Regions from separate parts of the Mus musculus genome. Here region 2 is linked to region 1. The links are chromatin contacts, called in public HiCAR-type maps. All regions are on one chromosome and are shown on one strand. The core of a region is the stretch at or near the end of the contact, and the rest is flanking DNA. Distances in the headings are between cores, read along the strand shown.

Region 1 (7,795 bases), core at 3,111-5,610:
AAAGGAGGACTCAGATGTTGTGTCCAGATATTATTTAACCCCTCCCATAAAATTAGTATTTGAAACTAAGGCAAACTCTCAATAATTAAGTTCTATACATTTTTATATGTAAATAATAAAAATTCTTAAATATACAAATCACCAAGTTGTAGACACTTGAGATATGGTGCTATAGCAAATACTTAGTTTCATAAATTCTCTGTTAGTGTTTTAAAAAGCTGATGCTATTACAGGATTATTTAAGCACAGTAATGAACAGATGTTGCTTTTTCACACAGGAGGGTTTGCCTGTTCTTTTCATTGTTTTTGCTTTGTCCACACATGTGTAAGCTCCTGCCTTCCTCTGTAAGTGGGATTATTACTGTTTTGTGCATAGTTCCTAGAAAATGACTTTTAACAAAGCTAGTTATTGCCTCTCTTGTCAAAGTGTCTATTTACCATGGTTGAGAACATCTGCCGGTACTTGTGGGGCACCTGGGTTCTGACGAATGGCGCTGCTGTCAAGCAGAACTTGGTAGCATCCTCCTTTCTTCCGGCTTGCAGGTAACATTCAAGCAGTTCTCTGGACATCAGAAAACAACAGACATTAGCATTCTCAGAGCTCTTTTGTTGCAAATCTCCAGTAACTAGGTCCTCAGGCTTTGGCAAACTGTAGTTTGCAAACTTTCCGGAGCTTCCCAGGGAAGCTCACGGCACACGCCAGGATCCACCGCTCAGTGCAAAGCCAGCAGGAGTGGGAGAAATTCCTGCTGATGGCACAGACAGCTATCAGCACTTTAATTAAGAACATTTCCAGTCGATACTTTGAAGGAACATCTCATTTACATCAACTTCCTCTTAGAGGTTTTCCAAATAGCCACAAGCAGGTCCCCAAGCCGGTAGGCTGAGGTCTGGACTTGAACTGGCATCTTTGATGCTGGAATTCACATTGACAAAATCCACCCGGTCTCTTGTTTGTAGCAAGATCCTCACAAAACCTGTGAGAGACCCCCTCTTTAGAATTTGCTGATAGTCTGTGGCTTTCAAGCAGCAAGCCCAGAGCTCCCATGCCCAGGTATCTGGGAACCCAGGTGTGATGCTCATATTGGCATAGCTATTTGCCAAAGTGCCTACCAAAAGCAAACCCACAACCAAACCCCACTACACTAATGTTTTAAGAAGCATGGACCAGGAGTAAGGGCTGTGTCATTATTTCCTTTGCTTTGAATCCCGATGTGTCTTTAAGGCGTGTGGCAATATCCATAGATTTCTAGGAAGAACCCGCTGACAAGTCAGAAACCCAAGCCCTACCTTGGAAGAGAGAGAGAGGTCTATGTGAATCGTAATCAGGGACTCATCAGGGCTGTTAGGGCTGCCACCCCACTCACAGCATCAGCTCTGCCCGCCACTCCTTGTCCTCCTCTTCTGTCTGATTTAACACAGTGATGATTTGGGAGAGGCTGGGAATCACGAGGTGGTGGTATCCAGGCTTCAGGAAGGGCCGCACCATGTTCCAGTAGAGGACAGAAGCATTGAACACCAAGAAGTAATACCTGGGTCAGGAGTAGAAATCAGAATGTTGGAGGCACAGGGCTGGGGGTATCCGGGTTCCTGGACCCATTCAGGAGGGGAGTGAAGGTGTGTCCAATCACCATCAGACGCAGGCACCTCATTTAGGGTACTCCTCACCAATCTGCATCGGCACCAGGATGCAGAGCCACCCCGACAGCCCTTTCCCACACGAGCAATGGCTGTCTCACTCACAGTGGTGATGACACGGCTGGGCTAGGTTCAGTCATTCCACAACTAACCACACCCTATGAAAATACAGTCAGAAGCAAGGGAGGAAAGAACATGGAAGGCTTCCTGGAGGAGGTGGCATCTGACTGTGACCTGGAAGAAGTCCAAGAATCAGCCAGGAGCTGAGTAGGCAAAAGATGGTCAGTCAGACAGATGAGTGTGTTGCAGTGGAAGTGAGGGACTGTAGGACAAACTCCATGTCCGATCATAAGCTCTTGAGAAGGGTGTTGAAGATGTATGAGAGCTACCTCCCAGCATCTTCCTCTGAGTGGCAGGTCATCACCTGAGGGAGTCACACAGGGCACTTTCTTACTATAAAGCTGCTTTCTGGAGTGGACAGGCTTGACATTCTATTACTGGTTGGTTACTGGACAGGTCATTGCTGCTCATTATCCAGGAAGGAGGGAGAGAAACCAAATGGCCAACTGCCGGACCAGTGATTCCCAGTCACCTGTCGGGCCCATTTATAACTGTCTCCAAGACCCTTGCAGTGGGACATGGCTAGGAACTGGATGGATCTATTTGAAAACATTCACTGTGCTAAGATCTCTGGTGTAGCACGGGCTTCTGACTCTTGGAGGGAGGGAGCAGCAGTGGGTGCTGGGGTGGCTCATCCAGGCTTGTAGGGCTGCACCTTGGACCCTTGTGCCTATGCATTCAGTAACTTGATAAGGATATCAACCAATGAGCAGTGGGCATGGGCGGGATGAGCAAAAGCTACTGCTAATGTTGGGTCCCACTGCATGTGTGCCAATGCCAGTGTATGCCAACTTAACCATTTCAACAATCGAATTTGGGTTTGGGTAGGGAAAAAAAAAAAGACAACCACCATCTAAAAAGCGGTGCTAGAGTCGTGGCTGCAGCCAGGAAGCCTTGGCTCAGGGCCAGCGGACTACAGTCTCCACAGAAGAACCTGAAGCGTGCCCTTCTCCCTTCAGAGAGACCCAAAAGCCAGGAACAAGGAGTTCTGGGGGACAGGTTGGGAAGGAGGCCACCGAGAAAACACTTTGAGAGCCATCTACAAATCTCAGTGAGCCCTGAGCAAGCACAGCATAGGAAGTCTGCATGGGTATGGCTGGCCTTCCCAGCTAGTAAGACAAGCCTGTGTCATAACTCCATTCGTTACAAGCACAAAACAGAAAGGAGAAGGGATGGATGTCAGAAAGAGAAATGACATCGCTTGCTTCTGTGGGCACCAGAGTCTTATGCAATCAAGTAGAAGCAGACAGACAGTTCAGCATACCTACCTCGGTTCTCCTTTTGCAAAGTTTATGGCCTTCATGTACTGTGTCACGCAATTTTCAAATTCTTCCTAAGACAGCACAAAGAATACCCAGGTGAGCCAACTAGCCACCCCAGCACCCACTGCTGCTCATCTTCATTCCTGGCATCCAATGCAAACTGGTTTTCACCCCAGCTTATGCACAGTCCGGGGACAGCGAAGACCCTTGAGCAACCACAGCTGGCTGTGCCTGTGGGTTCCAGACTCTCCCACCTCCCGCTCTGCCCAGCCCAGGAAGGGCTTTGGGGGAGAGAAGACAGAAAGGTCATAGCACCCCCTTGCAGAGGTGGGAGGTCATATGGACTCATGTCAGGCACCTGGCGAGTACCGAGCGGAGAGAAAAGCACAAATGGGAACTGCCGATGTTTTTTGCATCACTGTGAAGGAGACTCTGGTTCCTCAGTCCCATTTTGCTTTAAAGCTTCTCTAAGACCTGCCTTGCTGCCATCCCTGGAGGTGGGGTGAGAAGTGGAGAGGGGTAGTCTTACCACATTTTCCTCTGACTGTGGGGCACAAAGCTGGGCCCTGCACAGGTGCGCTCGGCCCAAAAACTGAGTGATTGGCGCCTTCACTTTGAAGTACATCTGGATGCAGTCTTCGCTTATCTCAGGCTCTTTCATCTGTAGGAGATTGAAGCCAGGAAGAGGAAGGAAGATGCCCAGGATGAAGGCGCTCTGGGTCACTGGTGAGGCTAGCTTGGTCATTTCTATACTCACAACACTCATCAAATGTCCCATCCACCCTAACCCTGTGCCGTTTACACCCAAAGATGTGAAGGTGGGGACAGGTTCATTGTGTGCCAGTGACAGCCAGTCACTCAAGGGCTTCACCTTGAGTGCCTGCTCTGCACACAGCACAAACAGGTCCGGGCTGAAGCTCTCTGTGGGGTCAAGCTCCGACTTTCCCAGGTTTGCAGACTTGATCAGTTCATAAGCTCTTCGCAGGGCAGTTGCATCTATCGGGCAGAGGATCAGCAGAGGGGCCCAGCATAGGTATGTCAGAGAGACACAGTCCACAGTCCCTGGAAGAGCCTTCCTCTGGCACAGAAATATGGGTCTGAATTCCTGGCCAGGTTGCTTTCAACCATCCCCACTCAGCGACTAGGCCAGGGTTCAACAACTGTATCCACCGCATCGCATCACGGACTTTTGTGCCACTCTACTTAGGTCAAGGGGTTCCCATCAGCAAAGTTAGAGTGAGACCCACCTTGTTGATTCCGGGCACGGGCCAGTTCCTGCGTTATGATCAGGTCCATGGCCCTGGAGGCCCTCAACTATACAGCTCCACTGCTGGACCAGTAGCGGTTGCCTAGAGACGGGGCCCAGACCAAGGACGCGGGAGCTCGGGGCGGGGCTACACTTGAGGAGTCCGTGACGCTGGGAGTAGGGAGGGGAAGGGGGCGGGGAAGTAGACAAGAAGCAGGCGGAGCGGAACTGATGGACACCGAGTGAGGCCAGGTCAAGAACTCTTGAGTGTTGAATTGGCACCCAGGGCACCCATACCATGCTGTCTTCACTTTCCTTGCCAGGCTGCGCTCACCTCCCATCCATCCACCCATGTTTCTGTGTCCTGCTCTGTTGCGGCACAGAAAGACAAGGGAACTCCACAAAACCTCCCTGCTCCGGTAAGCGCGGGCTGGACGGATGCAGGAAAAAGATCTAACAGAAGATGCCTACCAGAGCAGGAAGGTGGGCTGCTGGGTACCAGTCGGACAGGGAAGTTGCCAGCCTCAGAAAGCGTGCCCCTTTCTATCTGCAAGGGCCACCTGTGGCGGGTCTACATGTGTGACATTATCTAAGGGATCTGAGGAGTGAAGACTGAGTAGACCCGCCTGTAGCTGCTGCCTGGGCAAGAAGCCTTGGAATTGGAGCAGTTCTGGGATCAGGAAGGATGCGGGGGGTGGGGTGGGGGGACGCCACAAACGCTCTAGAGCCCTTGTTCGAGGATCACTCTTAGAGATGACTTTCATTAAGACATAGTAGTCTTGGAGGTCCAAGCTGGGGCAGAGCCCGGAGCTGCAGGAGGAGCTGCGCTTCATCAGCTGAGAAGCAGTGGTCGGTGGGCAATGATGGAGATCCCCGGGGCAGCAGGTGGGCAGCAGGTTAGCAGGCGTATAGGCAAAGACAAAGCTGACTCTAGTATCCTAAATGAGCGTTTAGAACGGCGTGCAGAAGGACAAACGTGTATACAAGATCTAAGGGAAAAAGCCGCAGTCCCCAAGGCCACGCCCCCAGTGACCTACTTCCTCTAGCCAGACACCACCTCTTAAAGAATACCGAACCTCTCGAAATAGCGCCACCTGCTGGGACTATGAGTCAGCACATGAGCCCGTGAGACCTTAGCAGGCGCAAACTAAAAAACCACAGAGGGAGAAACAGATAAAATCTTTCCTCAGAAGTAGAGTCTTCTGATCTTTTGAAAGAAGCTGTTAGGAAAATGAAAAGGTAGACTACAGGTTAGAAGAAAACATTCATAATAAAATCTAATACAAGACCTGTGTCTAGATTATATAAGAGTTCAATGGATAAATCACAGGCAAGTTTTAGAAGATGCCAAAGACTTGGATAGACACTTGACAACGTGAGCTACTTGACTACCCAGTGAGCAGGGAATGAGTGCAGCCGCCACCGTTGCCAGTAATCAGAGAAACAACACAAAGAAATGCCTCCCACATTCAAACCCATTAGTGCAGCTAAAATCAAGAAGCCTGATGATAGAGGTCCTGGTGGGGACAAACAGCTGCATGTGCCACACAGCTGGTGGGGATAAAGTGACAATCACCGAAAAACTGGGAGCTCTAAGTAAACTGAGGCATGTACTTGACTCATGACCCAGAAATTCTCCTCTTATAATGAGTACCCTTTGAAGTTCTAGAGACCAAGGGAGGGAGGGAGGGGGGAGGAGGAGGAGGGAGAAGAGAGAGAGAGAGGGGGGAGGGAGAGGGAGAGGAAGTTAGTTCATGGCTGCTTTGTTCAAGATAGCCCAAGGCTCAGTGACCCAGATAGCCAACAAAGACCTCAATAAAGATGGTTGGTCACACAAGGGGCTGTGGCTAAGCAATAAAGAATGACCCTGCAGGCAACAATCCATGATGAGTTCTGGCAATGTGGAACAGTGGGCATCTGGTGTGTGTGTGTGTGTGTGTGTGTGTGTGTGTGTGTGTGTGTGTTGTGTGAGAATGTTGGAGAGAGCCATAAAGGTTTCTCACTGAGAGGCTGGGCTGTTATGCTCAGACCTACTGTCAGAGAAATTGATGGTGAAGTTTCCCCCCTGGCTTGGTGCTGGACGCAGGTGGTACACGTTCACCAGGCCTTTTAGCCAGAGACATCTTGGTTTATGTTCATTTTTTTTTTCTTCCATGATAGAACCAAAGAAAACACAAAGCCCCTGAGTTCCAGTAAGGAACTCCACCTGGAAGGAGGTGCAACAGAACTGGGGCTCCTCCTAGGCCTGGGCAGATCATGGGGGTCAGGGGATCCAGGGGTGAGATGTCTACCACAGGAAGTTTTGAGGTACTTTCTTACTTTCCAGAACTTGAGGGTGCTTAGGGCAAGAGTCTGTTAGGGTGGAGAGCACATACATGGGGTTTACTGGGGGTGGGGGCAGGGGCGGGGGTTTCATGGCTCCAGCTACTGTCCTGTATCATGGGAGTTTTATCTTTCATATGGCCAACCCGAGAGGATATTGAAATTCAATTCTGCAGTGTGGGTTTCATTGAATATGGGTCTCGTTTGCACTTTCATGAGGTGGGAAATCTCAACCATCTGTGTGGGGGTGTGTAATAAAATTGAGTATGCCTGATATAATTCTGAAACGTAAATGTCATATATGTTTTTCAAGGGTTCCCAGAGCAGTATTCCACCTTGGAAGTAGCAACCTTGCGTCTCTCCACTCCAATGACAATGCTGACGTGGATCTTTATTTGTAAAGGTTCTCTGTAGTGCGTATAGAGCAGTAAATATAAAGATATTTACTTCCACCGAGTAAACATCGCTCAAACATTATGTAGCCCTGTGTTCCCAAATCCAAACACATTAAATATTAAAACTCATTTTTCCTGGTTACATAGTAGCTATAAATATGAAGAATGTGACACAAAATATTTTTTTCTTGCTAGATGTGTTTCATTTTGCCAAGGCCACTCAGGCCCCTGACTCCAAGAGTGTGATACTATGGAGTTCATGATGCTATCTCTGAAACTTACTCCCTCATCTAGCAGATGTCACCCGCTGCTCTTTGTCTGTAGAAGTGCTGGAGACCGAGCTCTGTCTCCTGGCTGACCGCAGAGACCCTCGTGTGAGGCTCTTCTGAGGTGGGGCCACCTGAGATTGGGGTTTGCTGGCTTTTATTCAAGTTGTTCTTCATACTCCCTTCTGAGTCTCAGATGCCCAGGTGCCACTGGCCCCCACCCATGGCAGGAAGTCCTTAAGACCCTACCGGGCAGTTGAGCTCAGTATCGTCAGCCTTTCTGATTGGAAATGTCATTTTCGTCCACCAAGGGCACATTCCTACCCCTTCTAGACACAGCTGGGTGTCCTCAAAGCTGACCCACCTTGGGCAGTATTTCCTCAGCATGGGGTCCCACAGACTATGGCTGTCTCTCAAGGCCCTGCACTTTAAGCACCCAGGAGGCTCTGCATGTTTATACTATGTGGTTATGGCTCCCTGACTCCTTGAAGGATCATATTTTGCTAGGTTTCAATAAGTTTAAGGAAACGGACACAAAGACTCCCC
Region 2 (7,795 bases), core at 3,546-6,045, 1.2 Mb after region 1:
TCTTGAACTCACAGAGATCTGCCTGTCTCTGCCTCTTGAGTACTGGGATTAGAGGCAGCCAAGCTCCCACAGAACAACCACAACTTCTGACCAAAAAAAAAATTTTTTTTTTTTTAATTTTGTTTATTTTCTATCCAAACTTCAGTTCCCCCTCCCAGGTCTCCCCCTTACTTTCCGTCTCCCAGCCCGCACCTCATCCACTCCTCCTCCCTCTTCAGAAAAGGGCCGGCCTCAGTGGCTCTCAGTTAGCCATTGCAGATCAGATTGTATAAGGCTAGTACTCCCCTTCTTTAAGGCCTGATGAGGTAACACAGAAGGGGAAAGAGCCCAGAGGCAGGCAGCAGAGTCGGAGACAGCTCCTGCTCCCTCTGTTAGCAACCCTACAGGAAGACCAAGCTACACAACTGGAACATATGCATAGGGCCTAGGCCAGCCCCTCTCAGGCTTCCTGGTCAGCAGGTCAGTCTCTGTGAGCCCCTGTGGGCTCGGGTTGCGTGATTTGTGGGTTTTCCCCACCCTTTTCCTTGGGATTTGCCCAGGTTCTACCTAATATTTGGCTGTGGGTCTCTGCATCTGTTTCCATCAGTTGCTGGGTGCATTGACTGTTGGGCTAGACGGCAATCTATGAGTATAACAGACAATCATTAGGAATTCTGCTCCCATAATTTCTGTGCCACCTTAACCCCTGCACGTCTTGTAGGCAGGACAAATTGTAGGTCAAGGATATTGTAGCTGGGTTGGTGTCCCAGTCCCGCCACTAAGTCTGGCCTGGTTGCAGGAGACTTTGGCTCAGCCCGCATCCCCCATTGCTAGGTCCCTAGGTTCACGCATCAACTCCTGCATATTCCCATTGCCTTAGGCGTCCAGCTCATCCCATAGATGCCCTGATTCCAGTTTATCTCCCAGTTCTCTCTCCCTCCATCCTTCCCACTTCCTATTCCCATCCCCACTCTCCACACCCGTCCATCATGCCACAAGAACACTTGCTCAGGGGCTGGCAAGATGGCTCAGCGGGTAATAGCACTGACTGCTCTTTGGAAGGTCATGTCATGAGTTCAAATCCCAGGAATCACATGGTGACTCACAACCACCCGCAATGAGATCTGATGCCCTCTTCTGGCGCATCTGATGAGCTACAGTGTACTTATGTATAATAATAAATAAATCTTTGGGCCAGAGCAAGCAGGGCCAACCAGAATGAGCAGAGGTCCTAAAAATCTTCAATTCCCAACCACCACATGAAGGCTCACAGCCATCTGTACAGCTACAGTGTACTCACATACATACATACATACATACATACATACACATACACACACACACATACATACATACATACAGTGTACTCACATACATACATACATACTCACATACATACATACATACACACACACACATACACACATACACACATACATACATACATACATACATACATACATACATCTTTTTAGAAAGGAAGGAAGGAAGGAAGGAAGGAAGGAAGAAAACACTTGCTCAGTTCTGTTCGTAACAGCCAGAAACTGGAACCTCTTTTTAATGACTTACTTTTGTTTCACATACATGGATGTTTTGTCTGCATGTATGGCATGTATGTTTGCATGAGGGTTGGGAACTGCCATGTGGGTGCTGGAATTGAACCTGAATCCTTTGGAAGAAGAGCCAGTGCTCTTAACCACTGAGCCATATCTCCAGCTCTGACCAAAAAAAAAAAATTAAACAATTTTCTGACCGCTTTTGCTTAGAAAAATAGTTTTGTTTTTCAGATGACTTTCACACGGCCTGCCAACCACAGACAACTCACTTTTGAAGAAATTGCCAAAAGTGCCAAAATCACTGTCAACAAGGTATGGTTCTGGGACTCGGGTCACAGCAGCAGTGCTACCACACCTCTGGCAGAGGTCTGGCCTCAGCGAGCACTGTGCTCCCAGCGTGTCTCATGAAGCCCCCTGCACAGGTGGAGTTGCTGGTGATGAAGGCACTCTCGGTGGGGCTGGTGAGAGGCAGCATAGACGAGGTGGACAAGCGGGTTCACATGACGTGGGTGCAGCCGCGAGTGCTGGATTTGCAGCAGGTAAGGGGGCTGGGCCCCTGCCCTTTGCGGGTTTACCAATGCTGTCCTAGTTTTATGTGGACAGAAGCCATTTAGGAAGCGGACGCTGTCGCACACAAGGTGGGATTACTGCTGTGGAGGCCTAGCAAAGCAGCCCTCTGAGGTCTGCGCCCTGCACTTCCAGGCTGGCTGCGCTGCTGATGCCTCCTAATCCTGAAATTGCTGCTCCAGCAGACGTGTTCCTGGTTTTGTGACTTGATCCCATGCCCTATCATGTTTCCCGGACATTTAATCCTGTGCTTTCCTCATTCTTTTTTCTTTCATGGGAGATTTTAGAATGTCCTCGTGATCAGATTTGGCACAGTGACTCCATTACACACCTCCACCTTCAGCTCCATTGCCCTTAGCTTTTCCCAGAAAAGAACTAGAGGCTCAGCCCTCCCAGACTCCCTTGCAGCTGATACCCATGTGATCCCGATTTGCCTTTAGATCAAGGGGATGAAGGACCGTCTGGAGCTTTGGTGCACTGATGTGAAGAGCATGGAGATGCTGGTGGAACACCAGGCTCAGGACATCCTCACCTAGTGCCCCGGTGTCCTGCAGACCCTGCCGCACCTTGCAAGGCAATTCTGTGGCCCCCGAAACCATCAGCAGAGATCTGTATTCACTTGGGATGGAGTTTAGGATCCTGCTCGGAGTGGGAACTGTTCTTGCTATAAAAGCAGAGAACTGTCGCTGGTGGGGGGGTGACTACTTGGAGAAGGCTCCTGTGTGGGGTCTTTTGTAGCCTGCAAGGGGTGGGAAGGGGGGCTCCAGGCCTAGGTGATGAGAAAGGGCACGAATGGGAATGGGGACAGGGTAGTCTCCACCCAGCTCCACCTGAGTGGACTTTGTCCAGTGTGGTCTGAGTGCTGCTCTAATAAATGCCTTGGCATTGTTCTCTTGGTGCTTCTGTTCTTTGCCTTAGCTCCTTAGCCAATCCTGTGTCTGAAAGAAAAAAGAAATGAGCATGTACGCTGGGACTCAGGGTCGGTGGGGACTTGCCTTACTCCTCCCCTATCACCATGCACAGGACCACCACCAAAGAAGTAAGTTCTGTATTGTCAGACAGGGAGGCATTAGTTCCTTTTTGCAGTCGTCTTCAGAGCATTCTCAGACTCAGGCATCCACACTCACCACCCAGCATCACTAAGGCACCGGATATTAGGAGTGCCGCGCTCAAGAATCTGCACGAGCAGTAGGCAGATGGACATGTTTAATGAAATCTCTCAGGGATGTGCAACTTCATGCTGCGGAGCTCTTTTTATAGCTCTCCAAGTGGGCTAAGACCCATCCTGCTGGAACCATGAAGCCAACGACTATGGCTGAGATCCCCACAGCCTGCTCCTGTGGAAAGAAAGCAAACATGAGTCCACTGGCCACTAGAAGGTTTAGGCCTGGCCATGGGCCAGGGTAACTTCCCTGTTCTTAGACTCCTGGGGCAGGAGCATCCCTCCAGCTGGGGATTACTCCCTTGCTCTTCCTCTCTGTTGGCAGCCATAGTCCCCATTTGCCTTCGGCTTCTCTAGGCAGGCTTGTGAGCAGGCAGGCTCTGCTGTGTCCGAGCTTGGCAGCCTGGAGCCCTTAGCAGGGAGAATGACCTCAGAAATCAGGAGAAACAGCCTTGGGCTTCAGAGCCCAAGATCCTGCCTAGCTGAAGCAGCTCCCAGTAAGGCAGAGGTTCACTCAGCTCCTGTCGGGTCTTAGGTTCCAGGGTGCTATGCAGAACAGCTAAGGTTTCCATTGTTATAAACAAACACTGGGCCTTTCTCAGAAACCAGTCCCATTCAGAAGCCAACCGGGTAAGGTCAGACGCCTGCCTTGTGTGTCTCGTGAGCAGTGGTGACCCCCATCAGGCGCTCTGTCTTCTCAGTAGCTTTAGGTAGAGAAGCAGATTCTGAGGTATCAACTGCACGGACACCCCGAGTTCCCTCTAAATAGGGCCTGCGCCCAGGTCTTCCTAACGCTGTCAGTACTTCATTCGGAAACCAGTCCTTCCTGTTGACCTCAGTCCTGAGTTCAAGCAAATTTGGCATAGAATGGGGATCTTAGTCTGGGCTGAGTAGCTCTGTGTGTGACCGCAGGACCTGGGTGTTTTATATATGTGAGGTAGACACACTTTATATGTCCAGTTTTATCAGGTTTGCTACTATTTTAGTTCCCCCTCAGAGCAGCCCACCTTTCCCCTTAATAGTGGAATAAAAACATCCTGATAGGAGTCCTGTATCCTACTTGAACTCTGCCCCCTAGTTCTGTCACTGTCGACCTTGGCCAGAGGTATGAGAGGCCCGAGGACAGTCCCCACCCCACCATTTGTAGCCCCTGAGAGCCTGGCCCACAGGCAGTGGTGCCAGAGCCCTCTTCTGGCACCCAGACACGGTCTTGCATAAAACCCTGATACCTAGCACCACGTCCTCCCCTCTCCTTTATCACTTTAATCTTCCCTGTTGCCCTGAAGCCCAGGGAATGCCGCCTCAGAAGTTACTTACCACGGCGGAAGTGGGAGTTTTGGCTGGCTTGGCAGAGACATGGGCTTTGGGAACCACTGTGAACTTCGCAGGCGCTTGGAGCAGCCGCAGGATAGGGGGGAGCCTTGGCATGATTCTCGGGGTCGCACTCCTTCCTTGGCCCCAAAGAGGCACCCTGAATGTCCGCTGCACGTCCTCTGACCACTTAGGTAGCCAGCTGGGGCTTTTTATAGCTGGGGTGGAGAGCTGCAGCTGTCTCCTGTCACAAGACTTGGCAGAAAGGTGGCTGCTGGTAACTGGGAGAGAGCCAGTCTGTCCTGTGAGCCTGCTGTGAGCCCCTCAACGTGTAGGGCCCTTCCATACAAGATTTACTTCTTTGCAGAGAGAGACTTCAATGGGACAAACCCAGGAAAGTCAGACTTTAAAATGCAAGAGATGTGGTATACTTTAAAAAAATAAACCTTAACTCTTGGGGTATCAACCAAACAATACATACAGAGCCTGCATTGAAGTCCTGCGACCTGGTTGCTGCAAAGGAACAGAAGTAGAGTGTAGACCAGGCACGTTCTGAGTGTCAGCTGTGGGCAGGAACTATGTCTGGGGTCAGACCCTTGTCCCCAGTCAAGGCACCAGGCTGGGTGAGCCCCAGCACCCAGGCCTCTACAGATAGTGTGCTGTCCGTTTCTCCCCAGACTTGTGTTAGTGCTGTGTTATCCTGCTCCCTGGAAGACTGTCACCCTGCAGACCCCACTCTCCCTCCCATGGGCCCCTCTCCTCTGTCCCCAGGCAGCTGTCCTCTTATCCCAGCTGATTCCTACCAAACGCAAAGGGCAGTTTCCCCGCACTGTCAGCCTTGCTCAGTTGCTGGGTGTCCTTCTGTCTCATTCAGTCTCTTCCTGACCTCGGGTCAGCCTCAGGCTCTTGGGTCTCCATCTGGTCTTTCCAGACCTCCTGGCTCAGACCTCCTGGCCCTGGACCGCCTGTGCTTTAGCACTGCCTGCTTCTCAGTCACCTGAGACCGACTGTGATCGGGACAGACTAACCACCAAAGGCTCTGCCCACCTCAGGGCCAAGTTCTGTCCTTCTCCAGCAGCAGTCTCTTATTTGCTCTGGAATTTATACTCCACTTCCAACACACCAGTAGCACCACAGCCCAGAGATTTGCTCCCTGTCTTCCCAAACTTTAACCTCAAACACTTCTACTTTGGATTCTACACATTGCCTCAGACAATTCTTGTAAAGCAGCCTACATAACTGCCTATGATCTGCCTCCTCCCACGGGCTGCATGCACTGTCTCCCCACAGCCTCCGAGGCCTGACTGGCATCCATAACACTGTCAGCACACAACTAGCGCTTTTTACTGGTCACCCCCTTCTATTCTCTCATATCTGTTCAGGTCACAAATGGCGTCTGAAGTGTATCTTGCTCCGCCATGTGCTCCCTTGACTAGTGGAGAAGGTTTGTGAGGGGTAGGACCTCCACGTTCTCCGCTGAGTCTTTAGGACTTAGAGCAGTTTCTGGTTTAGCAGGATGTTCATCGAGGTAGGCAGTCAGGATGTATGGATGATAAGTGCGTGGGTAGTCAGTTGGGCAAGAAGATGTAAGGATGTATGGATGATCATACACTGTATCATATACCAGGCCTAACCTAGACTAGGTAATAAAAGCTGGGTTATCTTCAGGGAAAATGTTTCATTATCAGAAGGAATTGTCATGGCTGGTAAAGGCCACAGCCCAATATGCCCCATAGTTGCTTTCAGACAATATTGGTGTGAGCCCAAGATGGGAAATGTGGTCACGGGGCATTTAGCCTTGTCCTTGGCCATTGTATGCACCCCTAAAGTTAGCCAGGTCACCACCCTTCCTGGAGACCACTGTGCCCTCCTTTGTTTAGAAACGGCAATGAAGGGAATGTTTCACTAGGCACTTGACTTTTATTCTTCCTGAGAAGAATTGGCTGTGGATGTGGGACTCCTTAAGCTCCACCTACCCAGTAGGCCCAGTCCAGTCCAGCAAGGAGACGCGTCCAAGGAGGTCAGAGGGAGGGCTCCGATGGGGAGGTTAATTGAATGTTATTTCCCCCAGCCCTGAGCTCCAGATTCCAGCCTCAGGCTGTGGGGGGCCTCTTCCTCTCCTTCACTGTAATCCTTTCCACCTAAACCTTTAATTACAGCCTTGGGGTCCTGTGGGGATAAGGCTGTAGGCCTGAGCAGTTTGTTCAGTCTTCCACGGACATTTCCTCTTTCACAAATAAGACCTGTGTCTAACCTGTCCAGGCCGGCTTCTGGAGGAGGCCTCCGTCTCTGCCTTTCTGGGCTCGGGCCATTTTCTGACTGGCTGTTGGCAGGGCCGTCTCTAGATTGCAAGACTGCCCTAGGCCCGGATCAGGTCACCTTTCTCAGAGCGGCTCCAAGTTCTGTTAGCAGTGTCAAGACAGCTGAATCTCTCCCTTTTCAGCCCTCTCTGGTACTTTGTTTTAAGAGAAGGTTTAGGCTTACAGACGGGTTGTGAAGACAGGGCAAAGTGTTTCCGTGGGACCAGTGCTGCTCCCCATTACTAATACAGAAGTAGGAGCAAGCCCAGGTCATGTTGTGCAACACTGGAGAAGCACTGCAAATGGGATATGGGGCGGAAAGATCCATATCCGACACCTCCTAGCCCAGCCATGGTGGACGAGGCCTCAGTGAGGCAGGTTGGAGGGGGGTAGCCAGTGCACAGAGAATCCACAGGTCCCCCTAGAGCCCAGGTGGTCACACCACTGAGAGCCCTCCACTCCCTCCCCAGACTTTCTGGCCTTCCAGAACTCTCCAGGCACAACCCAACCCCTTTTCATTCCTCCACTGACGTGGTCTCTATCCCGCTACTCTGAGTACAAGAGTGGTTGCCTCTCCTCCCTGGTCTGCCTTATACTTAAAGAAGAAGAAAACAGTGACGTGCAGTATAGAATAGAAATGAAGGCCTCGAGGAGCAGCCAAGAAAACTGAGCCATCGAGAAGTCTTAGTACAGGCCGGCCGACCGTAGCTTGGCCTGAACATGAGTGCCTCTCTGGGTGTGTGGTGGACAGCGTGTCCTTATGCTCAAGCCGTTAGCATTCAAACACACAACGTATGCACGTGTCACTACCCTGGCCTTTAGTCTGAACACCCTTCCTGTAAAAGGGTGTTCTGAATGCGGGACCCCTGGAGATCTGGGAGGACAATCGTGGACACAGGGCACCACCCTGTGGCCAGATT

Evidence for each region. HiCAR-type assays count read pairs that join an accessible place to other places.
Region 2: a contact with region 1 is called in a HiCAR-type map of astrocytes, with 4 times the contacts expected there. The contact joins the promoter of Cox8b here to the promoter of Cfap46 in region 1. A contact is called at or near these places in 2 of 39 promoter capture datasets (hippocampal neurons and stem cell-derived epiblast-like cells) and 2 of 115 datasets of contacts at active chromatin or transcription factors (astrocytes and pancreatic cancer cells).

What each region holds. Positions count from the first base shown.
Region 1 is chr7:139,679,455-139,687,249 of GRCm38.p6, forward strand. Cfap46 (cilia and flagella associated protein 46) reads right to left here and starts at 4,361. Exons shown (of 59, transcript NM_001302546.1): 1 at 4,268-4,361; 2 at 3,892-4,016; 3 at 3,550-3,681; 4 at 3,027-3,091; 5 at 1,368-1,532; 6 at 439-562. The coding sequence starts at 4,316. Gm32680 (a long non-coding RNA gene) reads left to right here and starts at 4,600. Exons shown (of 3, transcript XR_389968.2): 1 at 4,600-4,685; 2 at 6,427-6,573; 3 at 6,902-7,288.
Region 2 is chr7:140,895,651-140,903,445 of GRCm38.p6, forward strand. Cox8b (cytochrome c oxidase subunit 8B) reads right to left here and starts at 4,796. Exons shown (of 2, transcript NM_007751.3): 1 at 4,582-4,796; 2 at 3,292-3,439. The coding sequence starts at 4,692. The coding sequence ends at 3,338. Psmd13 (proteasome (prosome, macropain) 26S subunit, non-ATPase, 13) reads left to right here. Exons shown (of 13, transcript NM_011875.4): 11 at 1,767-1,847; 12 at 1,958-2,074; 13 at 2,543-2,992. The coding sequence ends at 2,638.